Regions from separate parts of the Hordeum vulgare genome. Here region 2 is linked to region 1. The links are chromatin contacts, called in public Hi-C maps. All regions are on one chromosome and are shown on one strand. The core of a region is the stretch at or near the end of the contact, and the rest is flanking DNA. Distances in the headings are between cores, read along the strand shown.

Region 1 (4,481 bases), core at 944-3,443:
ATTACCTACTCATGCAAGACACACAACTCAGTGCAACAATCCCACTCTCTAAACAAGATAAGCATGATAACTCAAGAGAGTTCCAAAAGCAACCTAAATAAAAGCTCTTAAAAAGATATAGCATGGAAAAATAAGAGCTAATCATGCCAGCAGCTATGTAAAGATAGAGAACACACACAAAAAGATAAGCATGAAAACCTATGTTGTGTTCTAGAGTGGAATGAAGCGTGTTTCTCTCCCAAACAAGGAAGTCTAGGTTCTAACTTGTTATGAACAACAAGCAAAACTAAAACAAACTAAAAAGTAAAGAACGGGACGCTCCAAGCATAGCACTGAAAAACCCTCTTGATAATTGTCTTAGGACCTTTCTTTTGTCTGTTTTTAGAAGCGTCTATGTGTATTCCAAATCTAGTCTTGAAGAGATATTCATTGTAGAATGTTCTAGCATAATCAAAAGTGTCAAATTGCATGCTAACATAGGGTAAAAGTGGTTGCGATGAAATCTCTTCATCCTCTTCATCACCATCATACATTGCATCGGTTGAGTTGTGTCCACCATGTGAATTCGTTCCTGGATTTGTTGCAAAATCAGGTGCCGCATAACTCTGTTGAGCTCGTGTCCCATCATCAACATCCTATGAAAAAGCCATCAATAGTACAACCATGCATCCTTTTTGAACAATATGCAAATGCTCCTAAATATAAATATTTAATTATTTGTTGAATGCCATTAGCAGCTTGAAGCATGGCATTACTAGTTTTTCAAAAGTCACTTTCATTATTTTGTTACTTCATTTCTAACTCAACATCCTAAAATCATCTTCAATATGAAAACAATGATTTCTGAATCCTCTTATTTAACAATAGTTTCAACAATAATCTCTCCTTCTATTGCAACCAATTGTATTCATCAGTAAGACTGGAAACATCAAGACAACACACTGTTTAGGTCTCACAAGAGCATAAACTGAACTGTTTTAACATCAAATGAGGACATTGTTTAGGTTCTTGTGTCAACAAAGCATAAACATAACTTTTTGACACGAACTTTGTGAATTTTTAAGGCTGAATTTTCAGAACATTTTTTAACACACACATCCCACACTGTTGTTTTTGAATTTTCTGATTTTTTTGCAGCACCCTACTGATTTCTTTTCTGAACGGAGACTACCATGTTTAAGTCAAAAAAAACAAGGAATCACAAGGAGTGCTTCATATTTTACAGAGAAGGTTAATTTCAAGAGTGACATTACAACACAAGTTCTATTTACATAGTACTCATCTAATTTGCAGAAGAATTGATAGTAGAAGGTTGATTTTCTCCAAAGAACACTGGTAGATTTCTGTAGGTACTGGCAGGAGGTAGTACGTAATTCGTCGGAGTTTGATCCGTCCACGTGGATGCAACTGATCCATTGAAGCTTCGATTAAAAGTGGAAGCAACCATGTTTGTGTAGATGTGCTGCGCCTTGGATCCAACCAGTCAGGGGCGGCTCGAGTATTACGAGTGTTGCAGACGACGGATATCTCGGGCAGAACGACGACGATGGGTGGCAGGCGGGAGGGTGGGTGGGGGAGGGCGGAGTCGCCGTAGGTCACCGATCGCGTCGTCGCCCGTGATCCGCGGGGCTCAGGTAGGGACTTGTCGCTTCAATGCAGTAATTCGAATGCTACGAAGGTTGTCGATGCGTTGCTACTGGCGTGGGGCGATGTCGCGACTTAATCAAACGGTAAGGACTCGTCCGATCGGAGGGCTGCCAATATGGCTTACGACTAGAACAAATGAGTCGGCTCATTTGTAATAGCCGCCAAAAGAAAAATGGCTTCACAACAGTTTGGTCCTCGCGCACGAAGTAGCACTTGTGAGTCCCATCCCAATCACGTCGCGTTTCACCTCGCTAGGATGGGGAAGAAACGGTAGTACCCCGTATCCGTTCCGTTTGAGGCTTCAACAGCACGAGACGCGTAGAGAGAGTTTTCCTTTCTTCTTGAGAATAATTCAAAGCGAGTGCATACGAGCACGGAACACAGCCAAGAAATTACCAAAAAAATTACCGTGAGATCCACGCGCCGGTAAAAACTTCCCTTGAACGGTAGCCCCAACGGCTAGTTCCCGTGCCGGAGAGTCGGATCTCCCGACCGTTGGAGGCCGGTCCGAAATAAAGCCCCAGCCCCCTCCCGCCCCGTCCCCCACACCATCCCCCGCCCCCGCCCCCCTCCAATCCAATCGACCAATCCCCCAACCCGACGAGCGCAGCCGTAGCAGGGACGAATCGGAGGCCGCCCTGTTCCGTCCGGGAGCTCGCCGGAGGAGCCGCACCTCGCCGGTTCCCGAGGTCTTCTAACGGAGCCGGAACAAGCGCAACTCATGGCGACGAGGCACAACAACCAGCACGCGGCTGCCGCTCCGCAGCCGGCGGCCAACGGAGGTGAGCCGCCCGTCCGCCCGCCCACCGAATCTTCCTTTTTTGCCGCACCGCGTCGGGAACGATCGTTCTCGATCTGGAACTCCTGCGCCGCTGGGCGCTTGTTTCGTTCGAGTTCTTGATCTGTTCATCTTACGAGTCTGATTCGCCAAGATCGGATTTTGTTGATGTTTCCAACCAGGACAGTGCGATGCGAGCGAGTTTCTTGCCCGATCCGTGCGCCAAACAAGCGATTTCTTCATCTTTTACTCATGTTTCTCCTTCCTGATGCCCAGGTGCAGAAGGCCCGGCAGGGAGGCAGAAGGGCGCCGCCGCCGGTGGCCGCGTTGCTGGAGGAAACAGGCGGGTGCTCGGGGACATCGGCAACGTAGTCCAAACCACCGTCCTCGACGGGTAAGAAAAAAATCAGCGCAAGGATCAAATCCCGTCCTCTGCTTTTTCTTTCTGTTCCATGTCCTGGACTGAATCCCTTCTTGTTCGCTGCAACAGGAAGATCCAGCTGCCGGCGGGGATCAATCGCCCGATCACAAGGAGCTTCGGCGCTCAGCTCTTGAAGAAGGCCCAGGCCGAGCCATCAAAGGTACGGACACGAGCCCCCTTTCCGATCCTCCATGCCTTCGAAACCAATTTCTTGATGATGGATTTCGAAACCAGTTTCTTGATGATGGATTCTAATCTAAATCGATGTGGTGGTTTGCAGAACGACGTAGCTGTTCCTCCAGCAGCGCGGCCCGCCCAGAAGCGGGTTGCCAAGAAGGACCCTGTCAAGGCCGCCGCCGCCCCGATCCCCGAGCCGGCGGCCGCCAATATCGCCACCGGCTCAGACGAAAACAGAAAGCCGTCCGAGGGCGCCGCCGCCGGCGCTGCCCCCAAGATCTCAAGGAAGAAGGTCGTCCACACCCTCACGACCGTGCTCAACCATCGGTCGAAGGTGAGCGACGCGCTCCATCCAACCAACACCTCTCTCTGCCCTTACCGCTCATCCCAGTGCCTTAACTCTGCTCGCGTGTTCTTGTGAATACAGGAGGCCTCGATTGATGACATCGACAAGCTGGACGGTGACAACCAGCTCGCCGTCGTCGATTACATCAACGACATCTACAAGTATTACAAGGAGGCACAGGTAACCACAAACCTCCCACTTCAGCATGCCTGTTCAAGTGACACGCGGCAAGCAACTGTCCTGACGATGTTTGACCAATCTATACGTGTTGCAGCACGAGTGCCGGCCCATCGATTACATGGGGAGCCAGCCGGAGGTCAACCCCAAGATGAGGGCTATCCTGATGGACTGGCTTGTGGAAGTCACGCACAAATTTGAGCTCATGCCCGAGAGCATGTACCTGACGATCTACGTCATCGACAGGTTCCTCTCCTTGCAGGCGGTGCCCCGGCGAGAGCTGCAGCTCGTCGGCATCGCGGCCATGCTCATCGCCTGCAAGTACGAGGAGATCTGGGCGCCCGAGGTATGGCCAAACACTTTCTCTCACCCCCTTTGCATCCATCGATCGCCTGTTCGTTCGAGTATCTGTTCATGTCTGTTCTGTGAAGGAACTCTGAATCTGAAGTGTCTGTTGTCTGCAGGTAGGCGATTTCATATCCATCGCCGATAACTCCTACTCGAGGCAGCAGATCCTGTCCATGGAGAAGAATATCCTGAACAGCATGGCTTGGAACCTCACGGTGCCCACCCCGTACGTCTTCCTGGTGCGGTTCGCCAAGGCAGCCGGGGGCGACAAGGAGGTGAGAAGAATTGGTCATGGATTTTGATTCTGATCTCTGAACTTGTCTCTGTCTGACATGGAATTTGCGTCCTACGTAGTGCTGAACTTCGTTTCCTCCTGTTCTTGTGAATGAATGCAGCTTGCAAACATGATATTCTTCTTCGCCGAGATGGCGCTCATGGAATACAAGCTGGTCACCGTGCGCCCCTCGCTGCTGGCAGCGTCTGCCGTGTACGCTGCTCGGTGCACGCTGAAAAGAAGCCCTATCTGGACAGAAACCCTTAAGCATCACACCGGACTAGCTGAACCACAGCTCCTGTGAGTGACCCAT
Region 2 (4,481 bases), core at 688-3,187, 290 kb before region 1:
TTGGCGCCCTGGAAGGCCTCCTGCGGCAGGTAAACCTGTCCCCGCCATGCATGTGCAGTTTCAACAGTCGTGTGCGCTTCAGATGCAGGGTTCCCTGAAGTGTTTCCCCGTGATCTCCTGTTTCGCAGGGCGATGATCTGCGACTGCGGATTCTTGAGGAAACGCGGCGGGTACTGACCACCCGTCAGTGCGCACGAGCGGTGCTCGTGGTCAGCGACTACTTCTCCCGGATGCGCGCCCTGAGTTCTCTCTGAATTGCACGTCCGGCGGGCGCGCATCCGGGAGAACCCGTGAGAGCTTACAGCATCAAAAAATGGTGAGCGCGACGGCGGCGGCGGCGGCGATGCAATGCGACGGGCGTGAGCTGGGCAACAGGAGCGGAGTCGCGATGCAGGCAGCACCGCCCGCGAGCGACGGAGTCTGCGTCCGGCCCAGCAAGATTTGGAGAAGCTGCGAGATGAGGCCCAAGTATGATAAAAGTTATACAGTGGGCCGAGCCAGCGCAAGCATAATTTCAGTCCCTTTGTATTTTGACGACCGTAGCATTCCATGTTTTTTTTAGAGTTTGTACCGCATCCCTAATCTACCGCACGATACGCCAGTTTATAAGGTGGCCTTCGGCCCGTCCCCTTGCCCCCACACTAGGTGGGGGTACGGGCCTAAGCCTGTTAGAGTGTACAGGAAATGTATATACCGCCCTTTGTACAGCATGTTGTATGTAGTGTTGTGCTGTTGTACTTGTGTACAATGTATGTAAAAATACAGTTTTTTTTTCCATCTTCATGTGTTTTACCGCTATACTTTACTCCATCTGGACAATAAGTAACCATTTCATACTTATTACATGCAAATACACCGTACCATGATATGATTCCTCCCATAAGAAAAAAATAAACGAGCACAAATCGAACCCAGAACTTAAACTTTCAACAGAACTGAACTAAGACTGCAAGACTTCATGCATTGGATAGCAGCAATTGACACCCCAACAACCCATCACTCTCCTGGAATAATGACAGAGGAAACAACAAGCTGAATTAACTAACACCATTACATACGCTACACGTGTCAAGGAACTGAACTTTGTGTATTTTACAAAAAAAAAAAACCTCAATCGTGCACGTACCTTCATCCATTACATAAATTACACGTATCAAGGAACTGAACTGGGACATGTGTGCATGCACCTGTTAACTCAGTCTCTTCGATCAATCAATAAGAGCAAGTACAATAATGTACAATCAGCAGGCTGTAAGGATTAAAATACTATATTTTTGCTGAGTTGGATGAGAGAGAAGAGGAGAGAGAAGTGAAGCGCTCTCTTCGTGAAAAGCCCGCTCTAGCACGTGCTCCTAGGTGCTTTGTAAGAATGAAAGGTGGGCCATATATGATAAAAATAGTACTCTTTTATAGCTAACTATTGTACAAGCTAGCTATAAGATGGACTATAAGACTGCTTATAGCCAGCAGTTGGCTATACTATTAACCATGCTCTAAATAAACCACGCCATGCGTTGAAGCAGTCATCCTTGGCGGCTTTCTTCCAAATTTTCCATCCAATAAGGGCCACAAATTGTTGACTAGTGACAAGAAAAAGAGAATGGTGTCACCCACCCAGACACACAGCAATCAACCGTGTTCCCTTTTTCCATCTGGAGTCAACATCTTCCTTCATCAGTCTTTCCAGGAAACTGCCAGGCTCGAATCCCTCTGCTTTGGTGAAGATTTCTTTATCGTTACATGTAACGGTGAAGAATAGGATAACTTGTTCCATCTGTTGGTTTTGGCTGCACAAGATATGAAATGATCAACGGAATAAACAACTCAAGTTATAGAAAGTTGCACATCAAGTAGATAATTCTTAATCTGAAACAAGTCGTGCCTAGGCGCCATGATCAAATTGAGTACTGTGTTAGTGGATGACAGGAATAAATACGACTCATTTTCTCTGAAAAGTACACCCTCAGCTTCAGCTGGTACCAAGAGAAACGACTTTGGAGTCAATGGCAGAACAATAATAGTGTGCCTCCCCCACCCACCCACACACACACACACACCCCAACCTCCTCACCCCTTGTTCTAGATTTCCAGTTGGCATCTCTGGGAGACTGTAAACGGCCAAGAACCATGCCGATCGGAGAAGCTGTTCTGTCTGCCTTCATGCAGGCACTCTTCGAGAAAGTGATCGCTACCGCTTTTGGTGAGCTGAAATTACCTCAAGATGTAGCCGAGCAGCTGGAGAAACTATCCAGCAGTCTGTCGACCATTCAAGCTCATGTTGAAGATGCTGAGGAGCGGCAGCTGAAGGATAAAGCCGCACGAAGCTGGCTTGCCAAGCTCAAGGATGTCGCATATGAGATGGATGACTTGCTCGATGATTATGCAGCTGAGGCCCTTCGATCCAAACTAGAAGGACCATCCAACGACAACCATTTGGACAAGGTTAGAAGCTGTTTCTGCTGCTTTTGGTTCAACACCTGTTTATTCAACCACAAGATACTGCAAGACATAAAGAAGGTTGAGGAGAAGCTCAATAGGCTTGTCAAGGAAAGAGAGATTATTGGTCCAAACATGATCAGTGCAACGGACAGGAAAGAGATAAAGGAGAGGCCTGAGACCAGCTCAATAATCGATGACTCAAGTGTGTTTGGAAGAGAAGAAGATAAGGAGACCATTGTGAAGATGTTGCTTGATCAGAATAACTCCAACCAGTCCAACCTTTCCATTCTTCCCATAGTGGGTATGGGCGGATTGGGGAAGACGACTCTAACACAGCTTGTCTACAATGATACAAGAATAAAAGAGCATTTCCAGTTAAGGGTCTGGCTGTGTGTTTCTGAAAATTTTGATCAGATGAAGCTTACCAAGGAGACCATTGAATCAGTTGCCAGTGAGTTTGAATCAGTTATCAGTGGGGTCTCATCGGTCACAACCAACATGAACTTGCTCCAGGAAGACCTCTCGAAAAAGCTAAAAGGTAAAAGGTTTCTTCTAGTACTTGATGATGTATGGAACGAGGACCCTGAAAAGTGGGACACATACCGTCGTGCTCTACTTACTGGAGGAAAGGGAAGCAGAATAGTAGTAACCACAAGGAACAAAAATGTAGGGAAACTAATGGGTGGGATGACTCCATACTATCTAAATCAGTTATCCGACAATGATTGCTGGTTTTTGTTCAGGAGCTATGCATTTGTGGATGGTAACTCCGATGCACACCCAAATTTGGAAATGATAGGCAAGGAAATTGTGAAGAAGTTAAAAGGCTTACCACTAGCTGCAAAAGCAATAGGCAGCTTACTGTGTTCCCAGGATACCGAGGATGACTGGAAAAATGTATTAAGGAGTGAAATATGGGAACTGCCATCAGATAAGAACAATATATTGCCAGCTCTGAGATTGAGTTACAATCATTTGCCTGCCATACTGAAGAGATGTTTTGCATTTTGCTCAGTCTTTCACAAAGATTATGTGTTTGAGAAAGACAGGTTGGTTCAGATATGGATGGCCCTTGGGTTTATTCAGCCTCAGCGGAGGAGAAGAATGGAAGAGATTGGAAGTAGCTATTTTGATGAATTACTAAGCAGGTCCTTCTTCCAACATCACAAAGGTGGATATGTGATGCATGATGCTATGCATGACCTAGCACAGTCGGTCTCAATTCATGAATGCCTCAGACTGGATGACCTTCCAAACAACAACAGCTCTGCAAAAAGTGCCAGGCACCTCTCATTCTCTTGTGAAAATAGAAGCCAGACTTCATTTGAAGCCTTTCTTGGATTTAAGAGAGCACGGACACTTCTACTGCTAAGTGGATATAAATCAATGACAAGGTCTATCCCCAGTGATCTGTTCCTCGAATTAAGGTACCTCCATGTGCTCGATTTAAACCGGCGAGACATTACTGAGTTGCCAGATTCCATTGGAAGCTTAAAAATGCTTCAATATTTGAATCTCTCGGGCACTGGTATAGCAATGTTGCCTTCATCAATTGGTAGGCTCTTCAGCTTGCAAATACTTAAGTTGAAAAACTGCCATGAATTAGATTATCTCCCACAAAGCATAACCAATCTTGTAAATCTTCGATGGCTAGAAGCAAGAACAGAGTTGGTCACAGGCATAGCCAGAATAGGTAACTTAACTTGTCTTCAACAGTTGAATGAATTTGTGATCCGTGCAGACAAAGGATACAAGATCAGTGAATTGAAGGCAATGAAGGAAATCAGAGGGCATATTTGTATTAAGAATATCGAGTGTGTTGCTAGCACAGAGGAAGCAATTGAAGCTTTTCTAGGTGAGAAGGCATTCATCAACATCCTAGATCTTATCTGGTCCGATAACAGGAACATAACATCTGAAGAAGCAAATCGAGACAAAGAGATACTTGAAGTCCTCCGGCCACATCATGAACTGAACGAGCTAACTGTCAAGGCATTTGCAGGCTCCTCCTTCCCAAAGTGGTTTAGTAGTCTTTCCTACTT

The links. A called contact is a pair of places that touch in the nucleus more often than the background predicts.
Region 2: a contact with region 1 is called in a Hi-C map of leaf, with 5 times the contacts expected there. The contact joins the promoter of LOC123444091 here to the promoter of LOC123444065 in region 1. A contact is called at or near these places in 3 of 6 Hi-C or Micro-C datasets (all in leaf).

Annotation. Positions count from the first base shown.
Region 1 is chr1H:447,778,172-447,782,652 of MorexV3_pseudomolecules_assembly, reverse strand. LOC123444065 (cyclin-B1-5-like) reads left to right here and starts at 2,193. Exons shown (of 9, transcript XM_045120674.1): 1 at 2,193-2,429; 2 at 2,702-2,819; 3 at 2,916-3,006; 4 at 3,127-3,357; 5 at 3,451-3,549; 6 at 3,644-3,892; 7 at 4,011-4,169; 8 at 4,290-4,468. The coding sequence starts at 2,369.
Region 2 is chr1H:448,063,812-448,068,292 of MorexV3_pseudomolecules_assembly, reverse strand. LOC123444091 (putative disease resistance protein RGA3) reads left to right here and starts at 1,937. Exons shown (of 2, transcript XM_045120710.1): 1 at 1,937-4,481. The coding sequence starts at 2,128. It overlaps LOC123444103 (transcription factor HBP-1b(c1)-like), which reads left to right. Exons shown (of 8, transcript XM_045120728.1): 7 at 1-29; 8 at 129-777. The coding sequence ends at 254. It overlaps LOC123444119 (a long non-coding RNA gene), which reads right to left. Exons shown (of 4, transcript XR_006630944.1): 3 at 1,127-1,787; 4 at 813-1,004.